3 separate regions of the Mus musculus genome follow, and all the other regions are linked to region 2. A link is a contact called in public ChIA-PET and HiChIP or PLAC-seq data. All regions are on one chromosome and are shown on one strand. Each heading gives the region's core, a stretch centred on a gene start, on an enhancer-like site or on the middle of the called end of the contact. The rest is flanking DNA. Distances are from core to core; before and after follow the strand shown.

Region 1 (3,234 bases), core at 340-2,839, 210 kb before region 2:
TAAGTAACCCCATTGGTGCCTCTAGGTAATGGCACTGTCAGTTTTGGTCACAGAAGCCTCTTTACAGTGGACAGTGGTAACCGCAGACACTGGTCACAGTATAGAGGATGCATGGCTGCTGGATGCTCAGGCATCCTTTCCAAGGCTCAGTGAGCATGGAAGAAGGGGGCAGACAGCATGGGAGAGCTGGAAGAGGGTGGGGAGAGAGTGGTGTGGCGTGCCGACTTCTGGATATGACATGGATATTGCTTGCTTTGGTTGGTTGGTTTGTTGTTTTAGGTTTTTGGTTTGGTTTGGTTTGGGTTGGGTTTTTTGTTTTTTGTTTTTTCCTTAAGATTGGCTCTCATTATATAGCCTTGGAATTCTATGTAGACCAGACTGACCCACCTGCCCCTGTTTAAAGACATGTGCCAGCAGTCCAGCTCAGTTTCTAGCTGTTGTGGCTGTGTGGGCTCGAACAAGTTCCACAGTATATGAAAGGTCATATACTGGAGCTAAGGGTATGGCTCATTTGGTAGCGTGCTCATATAACATGTACAAGGCCCTGGGTTCAGTTCTCCCAGCACGGCATGAGCCAGATGTGGTGGCATGCACCTGCAATCCCAGCACTCAGGGAGTGGAGGCCAGAGGACCCAGAATTCAAAGTCTTAAGCTTAGTTGCTGTCATTCTCAGTCAATCTCCCCACAAGCGACACAGCTCTGGACTGGGTCTCCCCAGCATAGCAACGCCTGCAAAAATAGATCTTTATACTCCCCTGTTGTAAAATATAAATGCGGTGACAACAGTGTACCGTGTAAGGGGGTGCCTGGGGGGCCCATGCCAAGGTGTTCCCCTGAGAAATCAAGCCTTGCGACAGACCTGGTATAAAGGAGGTTTATTTGGGGGGAAGGGGAGGAGAGGGGAGCCTAAAGATGTAGGAGAGGCAGACAGACAGCAGCAGAGCTATGAAGGCAGAGAAGAGGACAGGAAGGACCGAGAGGGGGAGATCAATCAGGAACACGTGGGAACAGAGAGAGGTGGGGGCAGGGGGGGCAGGCAGTCCTTTTTATACACTGCTGCACCTACATCATAACTGGCTGTGGCAGGCGATGGCATAAGCCACCACTAGGTCCCTGGGAGGAGCCTAGCAGAAACGCTTGTAAGCCAACCCCACCCCCACCCCTATAATTTCAGAAGTGTCTCCCAGGTTGCTCTCACTGCTCTGATAGGAACTGCTTAAAGCCTGTGACAATCCTGCACTAGTCACTTTGTCTAGGGTGAGAGGCGTTTCTGATTGGTTGGGTGTGAATCACATGCTCATGCCCAGCATCCAGGGGTGAGATCTGCCTGGCTCAGAGCACATAGCAGTTCTCAGGATATGTGGCCTTCCTCCACCTCCGCCAGCCTGGCCTGTCTGGTGGCTCTGTCAGAGGGTTGTGTCCCTACTGTTCCCTACCCGGTGCCTGGGGGCTCCTGATCCCCCAAACAACCATAAGGACCGCTGAACATCAGCTCTGCCATACGGACAGAAAGGCAGAAAGGTACCCTGCGTAGGGCCTGGGACACGAACATGTCCTCAGGTCCCATGACACGGCTCTGTAGCAGCCATGTCTGAGTGTCTCAGGCCAAAGGACATCGGGATGAGACGCTCTGGACCTGCCTCTCAGAGCTTAGCTCCTGCGATCTAAGAGGTGGATATTTTTTTTTCCTGAGCTCAGCCTCTGTAAGCTCAGGCTCCCTCCCATGCTGCGTGACACACTGTGTGACAGAGGTAGCAGAGCTGCCAGCCCAGCTTGGATGCCCATGCCCCAGGCTGGATCTCTGTACTATGGTGCATGTGCCAGCCAGACACGGGCCTGCTTCTATTTCCAGGGTTCTGGGCTTCATGTGCTTTTCTTTCTTTTTTTTCTTTCTTTCTTTTTTTTTTTTTTTTTAAACCACCTTGCAAAGTAGGTCACCTGCTTCTCTTGCAGCAGTATTTGAAATTCTAGGGAACAAGGCAGAGACTGTCCTTGGATTTTTGAGGACATTGGCTTTTCCGGCCCAAAGTACTGCTTGGGGTATTAGGAGGGGCTGGTCCATTTAAAACACTGGCTGATTAGAAGCCTGGGCCAGAGAAAAGGGAGGGGACGAAGAGAAGCCAAGACCTGGAGGAAAAAGGAGATTCAGGCCTAGCAGTAATAGCCATATGTAAGCTTCATATGGCTATTACTGACCTGAAAGGTACCACTCTGGCTTTAAAATGAATCACCATGGTTTGGAATTGCCCACTGTTACCCAGACAGCCGGACCCTCCCAAGCAGAAAGAAGGCCTGGGTGCTGGTGGGCCCAGACCTTATAAGTAACAAACTTGCTTTTCCAGGGGGTGGCCAGAGACCTATGATATGAATGCTTCGGAACCCAAGACGGAGTCGGAAACCACCACCCCTGGGGGCCGACCCCCCTACCGCAGCAATGCTCCCTGGCAGTGGAGTGGGCCCGCCTCCCACAACTCTCTGCCGGCCACCAAATGGACCACCCCTGCCACTCCCGGCCATGCCCAGTCCCTGAGCCGACTCCCGAAGCAGACACCCGTGGTGCCCTTCCGAGAGTCTCAGCCACTGCACAGCAAGAGGTAAGGACGCCCAGGGCACCACTGCTGTCCAGTGTCCCTCACCCTTCTCTCTCTCTCTCTCTCTATCTCTCTCTCTCCAACCCTTGCTCTTGCCCTTTTTCTTCCCTCAGTCATTTTCCTTTTTTTTTTTTTCTTTTTTTGGATTTTTTTTTAAGATTTATTTTATATATGTGAGTACACTGTTGCTGACTTCAGACACACCAGAAGAGGGCATCAGATCCTATTGCAGATGGTTGTGAGCCACCATGTGGGTGCTGGGAATTGAACCCAAGAACTCTAAAAGAGTACCACTGAGCCATCTCTCCAGCCCTCGTTTTTGGATTTTTGAGACAAAGCTTGTCTGTGTAGCCCTGGCTGTCCTGGAACTCACTCTGCAGACCAGGCAGGCCTCGAACTCAGAGATCGACCTGACTCTGCCTCCGGAGTGCTGGGATTAAAGGTGTGTGCCATGCCTGGCCATTTTCCTTTCTTACCCCTCCGTCTCCATCTGCTCTCCCCTTCATTCCTCCCTTCTCTCCCCACTCCTGGGCTGGCCCAAGGGTCCCAGGACAGGGACAGAAAGTTCTCTATATGAGGTTGGAAAAAGGGTTTTTTCCAGGGCCAACAATAGAACCTGCAGGACTAGCTTCTCGGGCTGGCA
Region 2 (3,507 bases), core at 172-2,671:
GTAGCCCTGGCTGTCCTGGAACTCACTCTGTACATCAGGCTGGCCTCGAACTCAGAAATCCGCCTGCCTCTGCCTCCTGAGTGCTGGGATCAAATTCGTGCGCCACTACGCCCGGCTTTACTTGTTATTAACTAAGGATGCACCTTAACATATGGACCATAATCCTCACACTTTTAAGAATGAGTGCTTGAGGGGGCTGTCGAGATGGCTCAGTGGGTAAGAGCACCAACTGCTCTTCTGAAGGTCCTCAGTTCAAATCCCAGCAACCACATGGTGGCTCACAACCATCCGTAATGAGATCTGATGCCCTCTTCTGGTACGTCTGAAGACAGCTACAGTGTACTTACATATAACAATAAATAAATCTTAAAAAAAAAAAAAAATGAGTGCTTGAAACATTGGGTGTGACACAAACCTATAGTCCCAGATCTTGGGGGGCTAAGATAGGAGGGTCTTAGTGAGGCCAGATTCCATTTAATATATTAATGGCTGGAGAGATGGCTCAGTGGTTAGGAGCACTTGTTCTAGCAGAAGACTTGGGTTTGGTTCCCAGCACCCACACAAGACTTCACGACCACCTGGAAGTCCTGGAAGTCCAGTTGCAGGAGATTGTAAGCCTTCTGACTTCTGTGGGCACAAGGTACGCGCACACACATGCACACGCACACACACACACACACACACACACACACACATACACACACACGACATTCAGGCACATAAAACATATACTTTATTGCCCTTGGATCCCAATCGCATAGATGGAAAAAACCAGTTTGGCAGAAACATTAGCTGGCAAATGGAGTCAACCCCAGTCCCATCGGCTTGCCTCCCCCTTAGGATGGAGTTTCTCAATGGCATCTGCTTTTTCTTTCGAAGGCCTACAGAGGCAGAGAGTCTGGCTAACACTGGACCCACTGTGAGGTGGAAGGAGGGTCTGGCTGAGGTGGGAGAGTGGATGTGAAGACGTGCTGAAAATCTAATCCTAAAGTGGAAGAAAAACAAGTCGGATGGGACTTTCGGTCTGGGGTGCACTAAGAACAAAGGGCAGCTGGGCGTGTCACACGCCTGTCAACCAGCAAACAGAAGGAGGAAGCAGGACTAAGAAGCCAGCCTGAGCTACATAAATGTATAAATCGAGACCCTGCCTCCAAAAGTATAAAAGTTAAATAAGTTGCTTTTTGCTTTTTTTTTTTTTTTTTTTTCTTGAGAGTCGGACAGTAGGGACACCCGAGCCTCCTGCGACCTCGTAGATCCAAACCTCAAGCTATAAAATTTACACTGGACAAGTTACCTGAAGGGTGCGCGTGGCGCGCGACCAAGCCAATAGGAGCGTGGAAGCGCCTTCGCACGAGAATATGGTTGGATAGCAGCGGGAGAGAGGAGGCGGAGGGAAGAGGGGGCGGAGCCTTTCCCTGGCGGAAGGGGGCGCGCGCACCGGGTCCGCAGACGGAGTTGCCATGGATGGGGCCATGGTAGCGGGTGACCTTCTGACACTGGGGTAAAAGATTCGGTGGTGTGGCCTGGGGGTACGGGAAGGGCGCACTCGCCTGGGGACGCGGACGCAGAGGGACTCGCACTGACGCGTGCCCCGCCGCAGGTACGATGCCCTCCCGGAGGGGGCGTCTCGGGGTCCCGCGTGTGCAGACTTCAGGGCGCTGTGCGCGCGGCTGGCGGCCGAGCTGACGGCTCTGGGAGCTCTGGAGCGGCGAGAGGAGGGCACCGCAGTGCTGGGCGCCGGCCACGGTGCGTGAGAAGCTGGGTGGACGGCGGGTAGAGCCGCGGAACCCGCTGCTTCCTGATGGCTTCTTCCTCCCGCAGGCCCGGACACAGAGGAAGAGTTCCTGCGGCAGTTGGCCGGCTGGCTGCGGGCGTTGCACTGCCCGGATCGCGCGCTCTGCGGCGGAGACTGCGCCACCGTGCTGCGGGAGCCCGGCGGCGGCCTGCGTCTGCTGCGTGAGCGAGCTTGGAAGGCCCAGGGTGGTGGCGGTGGGCGGGGCCTCTGAATGGGGCGGGCTCTGACGCTCAGACTGGACTCCCGTGGGTGTGGCCAAAGCTTTGCGGCGAGCTTGAAGGCCGCAGGTAGATAGGCTAGGGTTAATTAAGGCTTGGCTTGAATTCTGACAGAGGCCTCTGAAAACTTTAATGCGTTGAGTTAAACGCCAGTTGGGTGGTTCTGAAGTGGACCCACATCCCCCATTGTCGGTGGGTGAGGCTTACTCTGGGGGAAGGGCCAAGGTTCTGGTTGGGTAGGGATCTACTCCTCTTTTTAGGGTTTCTTTGCTCTGAGCTCCAGGCTGCCCGCCTCTTGCATCTAAGGCTCCAGCGGGATTCTAGCCCTGTGCCATCCTTTGGAGAAGGGACAAAGAAGGCGAATGGCGTTGTTCAGGAACTGACGCTAACTCTTCAAGCCCTGGGGCTCCCCAGACCCCTGCGTGGAACCCTGGCTAGCCAGCTACTTCGGGAGTTTCATGACAAGGTAGAGAGAGTCTCCTCCTGAGGTACCTTACTTGTGGAAAGGAGCCTGTTTTCAAAACCAGCTCTAAAAAGGATGACCCATCGACAGTGGCCATTCGTTCTAATTTGCTTTTTGCTGTGATAAAACACTGACCAAAGCCAGCTTAGGGGAGGAAACCGTTTGTTTCCCTTCACAAGTTACAGCCCACCGTTGAAGGAAACTGAGGCAGGAACCCAAGCCTCAAGCCAGCCATGGAGGACAACCGTTTACTAGCACATGCCTCCCGGCTTGTTCAGCTACCTCTTATACAGCCCAGGCCCAGAGTGGGCTGGGCACGCCTATATCCAATAGCAATTGTCAAGTTGGCAAAAGTCGTTAACACTTCTGAGACCCAGGTTCACAGGGTTGAGGGAAACTAGAGCCCCTGAGAAGGTCCATCCTGTTTGTGTCTCACTGGCTTCTAATGATTCTCCCACCAGATCTCTGAGCTGCTGCCGTCCCTGCCCCCGGAGTCCATGAAGCCCCTCCTTAACTCGCAGCTGGATGCATCCCGATGGGTGAGAACATGTGCAGATGGCTGTGAACAGTATCTACCCAGAGACGGGACCCTGGGCATGACCAAGACCTTTCCTTCCAGGAAGCCCTGGAGTCTCTGTCCCAAAGCCTGACAGAGCAGTACTGCTGCCGCCGCTGCCTCCTCCTGAAGCGCCTTGACCTCACAACATCTGCTTTCCACTGGGGTGACCGGGCAGAGGTGTGGGGACCATAACAAGAATAAGCAGGCCCGCCAGAGGAGCTCGGCTGCAGGGAAGGGGGTCGAGGGCGAAGAATATATACTCTTGGGGATCCTGGGGCCCAGGCCACTTTAGAATCTTAAGATTGCACTTTTCATTTTATGTGTCTTACCTGTATGTGTGTGCACATCATGTGTGTGCAGTATCCACAGAGGCCAGCAGGGGGTGATGGATCCCTTGGAACTGGAGCTATAATGTATACCACCATGTGGGTACAGGGGACTGATCCCAGGTCTCCTATAAGAGCAGTACGTT
Region 3 (3,205 bases), core at 312-2,811, 160 kb after region 2:
CTCCCAACCTCAAGGGTAGACTAAAGGAAAACAGGGAAGCACCGGTGCAGGGGCTTCTGCTGAGGGCAGCCAAGGCTCCCAAGAGTCACGGTGGAGCCGGAGCCTCGGGAGGGAACCTTGCAAAAGAACATGGAAGGGTTTTCTAGGCTGTGGAAACCTCCTCTCCACACCAGCAGCCTCTCCTATTCCCCATTCGTCCCTCCACCACCATACCTGGGGGAGCAGAGCAGACGGAAGGTGAGGGTGGGGTCTCTCAGCTCCTGCAGCGGCTGTAGAGAAAGTGTGTCTGTGTGTGTGCGGAGAAGTAGGGCCTTCCCTCTCCCTACAGACACGGCTTCCTCAGGGTAAGTCTAACCCCAGACCCACTCATGAAGCTGTGTGACTTTGACAAACATGTGACTTAACTGCTCTGTGTCCAAGACTACTAACCTGCAAAGTCGCCGCGCCCTATCGGATAGGCAACTGTGAAGGGTGGGTAAGTCAGGAACCAGGGAGCCGGTACGATGTGTGCCCTGAAGCTTCCCTACACGAGTCCCTGTCCTGACCCAGGGCTTCTCCAAGCCCATTTAAAGGATGTGAAGGTTGAGGATGAGGGCAAGGGAGTGGTGTGAACTGAAGGAGCCTACCTGTTTCAAGCCTGGAGCCCACACCTGAACTCCATGCTTCCAGAAGGCCTCGAGTCGATCTTCAACCATAGCTAGAGAGGAAGCAGTTCCCTGTGACCTGGAGGTCACAGAGCTCCCACTCTTGACCCTGGACCCTCCCAACTAACACATACCCACAGCCTCGACCGCTTCTGTCATGGGGATCTCAGGGGTGCGGAGCCCAGGAGCTGGTGCCCCCTCTGGGGTCACTAGCTTTAGAGAGCCTGAAGGGAAGTGGAAGGAAGGCTTTGAGCACAACGTCCTGGGCTGAGGACCGGAAAGGGAAGGGAGGAAGGCTCTTACCATCCATCAACACCATCACCATGTCTTCCTTTACTTGGATCACCTGCACTGGTCCCTTGTGCTCTGCGCGAGAGGCAGGGGCTTAAGAACTAACTGCCTAGCTCTGTTCAGCTAGCACCCCTCAGGTCCCTGCCTGCCACGTGCGCTCCACCCTGCCACGTGCGCTCCACCCTGTTATGACCAGTCAAGGAAGACCACACACCCTGTTCCATCTCTTTCTCGGTATCGGGTTCGGGCATAGCCCTGCCCAACCATTCTGCCCTTCCCCTTCCCTGGTGCCCTAACCTGTAGTCCCATCCTTGATTGGCCCCTTCTCACAAGCCACATCCTTTCCAGAAACCATGCCCCTTTTCTGAAGCTCCGCCCTCTTCCCTAGGCCCCGCCCCTTCCCTGCAGCCTGAACCCCGCCCTGCAGCCCCGCCTTGGTCTGCAACTTTTCCCTATTGTCCTCTTTCCTGAAGCACTACCTTTCCAGGACTGCCTTTTCCCTACAGCCCCTCCTTCCCCGGCAGCGTCTCCCTTCCTAGCATCCTTGCCTCTTAGGGGCAAGGCCCACTCACCCGTGCTGGAGTCGTCCAGCCAGCAGGACAGCGCACCGAAGCGCACGGTGTGGAAGAGCACCGACTTTGCCGCCTGCCCCGGGCTCACGCCGATGCACACAGCTGGCAGCTCGGAGCCCGGCGTTGTCAGCAGCGTGAACACCGGCAGCGGCGTGGGCAGCGGGAACAGCACCTGCTGCAGGCCCGCGCGGGGAAGAGCGATTCAGGGAGGCTCTGAGACCGGGGGTGGGGTGGGGGACTAGGTGGGGAGTCCCTCGGAGATTTTCAGGCTTCTTTAGAAAGAAGCAAAGTGTGCTTCTAGAGTAAATGTGGCTTTGTCTGGAGGCGTGTCAACCTGGTGACGGAAAAGCAGGAACACCCCCTACACACACACACCAGGCCAACAAAACCACTTTAGACTCAAAGGGACAGACCCTTAGAGACTGAAGAATAATTAAGTTGTTCAGATGTGAGGGACGGGGCTTAAATATCAGGAAGTGGTTTTCTTTTTAACGATTTACTTATTTTTATTTTATGCGCTTGGTGTTTTGCCTGCATGTATGTCTGTGTGAGGCTGTTGAGTCCCCTGCAACTGGAGTTTCAGACCGTTGTGAGCTGCCATGTGGGTGCTGGGAACTGAACGTGGGTCCTTTGGAAGAGCAGCCAGTACTCTCTTAATCGCTGAGCCATCTCTTCAGACTCTCGGGAAATTTTCAAAATGCCTCAGGATGGGAAGGGAGCAACGACATGGACTGGCGGCTGGGGGGGGGGGGGGGCATCCCATTCTTTATATAAGCGCTAATGGTGGATGGAGCACCCTCGCTCTACAGACTTACCCGGACAAGCAAGAATTTGTTCATTGGTTGGTACCACTGGAGCAAAACCACAGACGTCTCCAATGCCCCACATAAGAATGGGCCCCCAGAGCTAGCACTCTCAGCTGTGGAAGTGGACAAGAATGGGTCAGGTCAGGGTCCCTGTCTCCCTCTAGGATCCCCCAGTATCTCTCCAAGGGTCCTGGACACCATGCCTCAACCTTATTGAGTAGACACTGGCCAGGCACCAGCCCGCCCCATCACTCTGCACCCGGAGGGAAGCTGGCTCTCACCCACACAGCAAGCCCGGCAGCCTTTGGTGTCCTGGATCTTACTGGAGACCATGTTCTTTCTGGAGGAGGAGGAAGAGGAGTGAGGGGCTGCGCGGGCGCACTGGGGGCAGGGAAGCCAATGGCGCCCTGTGGGGCTCCTACCTTGCCAGTAACCGGTGAGGGCTAATGTGAGCAATGGGGCTTCCCGTTCTGCCGTCTTTCCTTTCAAGCAGGCCCAGGATGCTATGAGAATACAGGTAGGGTGTCTTCCCTGCAGTGTGTGTATGAGAGCGGGAGTGTCAAGCAGTTAGAGGACCCTTGCCATCTCTTTGTCTCCCAGCCCGCTGAAACTTCCCAACATGCAAACCCCACTTTCCAGTCACACAGTTCCCAGTCTTGAGACTTGAAAGGACCAGTGTGGTCCAGGCATCACCGTGATCTGCTTAGGAAAACAGAGCAGAATAGGTCGCCTGCCCTCATAACGCTGCTGCACCGGCAACAGGAGTGAGGTTTACCCAGCCCATGAGGTTGCACCTGAAGTTTATTTTTTTGGTGCTTGTGTCTCAGGTCCAGGCTGACCTCTAACTCCCCATGGAGCTGAGGCTGGTCTTGAACTCCCATCCTCCTGACTC

What was found. ChIA-PET counts read pairs in DNA pulled down with a chosen protein or histone mark. HiChIP or PLAC-seq counts read pairs in DNA pulled down with a chosen protein or histone mark.
Region 1: an H3K27ac HiChIP or PLAC-seq map of SST interneurons shows a contact between it and region 2, with 3 times the contacts expected there. The contact joins the enhancer-like site here to the promoter of Fam98c in region 2. A contact is called at or near these places in 1 of 39 promoter capture datasets (pre-B cells), 1 of 484 Hi-C or Micro-C datasets (cerebral cortex), 2 of 115 datasets of contacts at active chromatin or transcription factors (SST interneurons and embryonic basal ganglia) and 4 of 9 other capture datasets (adipose tissue, embryonic stem cells, liver and 1 more).
Region 3: a contact with region 2 is called in an RNA polymerase II ChIA-PET map of effector CD8 T cells, with 7 read pairs. The contact joins the enhancer-like site here to the promoter of Fam98c in region 2. A contact is called at or near these places in 1 of 39 promoter capture datasets (liver), 1 of 484 Hi-C or Micro-C datasets (embryonic stem cells), 4 of 115 datasets of contacts at active chromatin or transcription factors (effector CD8 T cells, embryonic stem cells and memory CD8 T cells) and 2 of 9 other capture datasets (embryonic stem cells and liver).

Annotation. Positions count from the first base shown.
Region 1 is chr7:29,365,911-29,369,144 of GRCm38.p6, reverse strand. Sipa1l3 (signal-induced proliferation-associated 1 like 3) reads left to right here. Exons shown (of 23, transcript NM_001081028.1): 12 at 2,343-2,594. Among named protein-coding and RNA genes, the nearest start is that of Dpf1, 60 kb to the right of the region's middle. Within about 2 kb of position 1,589, at least 64 of the 459 cell types and tissues checked have an H3K27ac peak or open chromatin away from gene starts, as enhancers often do. A contact at or near this core is called in SST interneurons, cerebral cortex and embryonic basal ganglia, where this site is marked.
Region 2 is chr7:29,154,124-29,157,630 of GRCm38.p6, reverse strand. It overlaps Fam98c (family with sequence similarity 98, member C), which reads left to right and starts at 1,421. Exons shown (of 8, transcript NM_001146023.1): 1 at 1,421-1,501; 2 at 1,601-1,746; 3 at 1,822-1,956; 4 at 2,274-2,479; 5 at 2,938-3,015; 6 at 3,096-3,212. The coding sequence starts at 1,461.
Region 3 is chr7:28,999,412-29,002,616 of GRCm38.p6, reverse strand. Map4k1 (mitogen-activated protein kinase kinase kinase kinase 1) reads right to left here. Exons shown (of 32, transcript NM_008279.2): 24 at 2,736-2,844; 25 at 2,595-2,653; 26 at 2,323-2,426; 27 at 1,508-1,682; 28 at 948-1,010; 29 at 779-868; 30 at 627-697; 31 at 214-269. Among named protein-coding and RNA genes, the nearest start is that of Map4k1, 18 kb to the right of the region's middle. Within about 2 kb of position 1,561, at least 157 of the 459 cell types and tissues checked have an H3K27ac peak or open chromatin away from gene starts, as enhancers often do. A contact at or near this core is called in effector CD8 T cells and memory CD8 T cells, where this site is marked.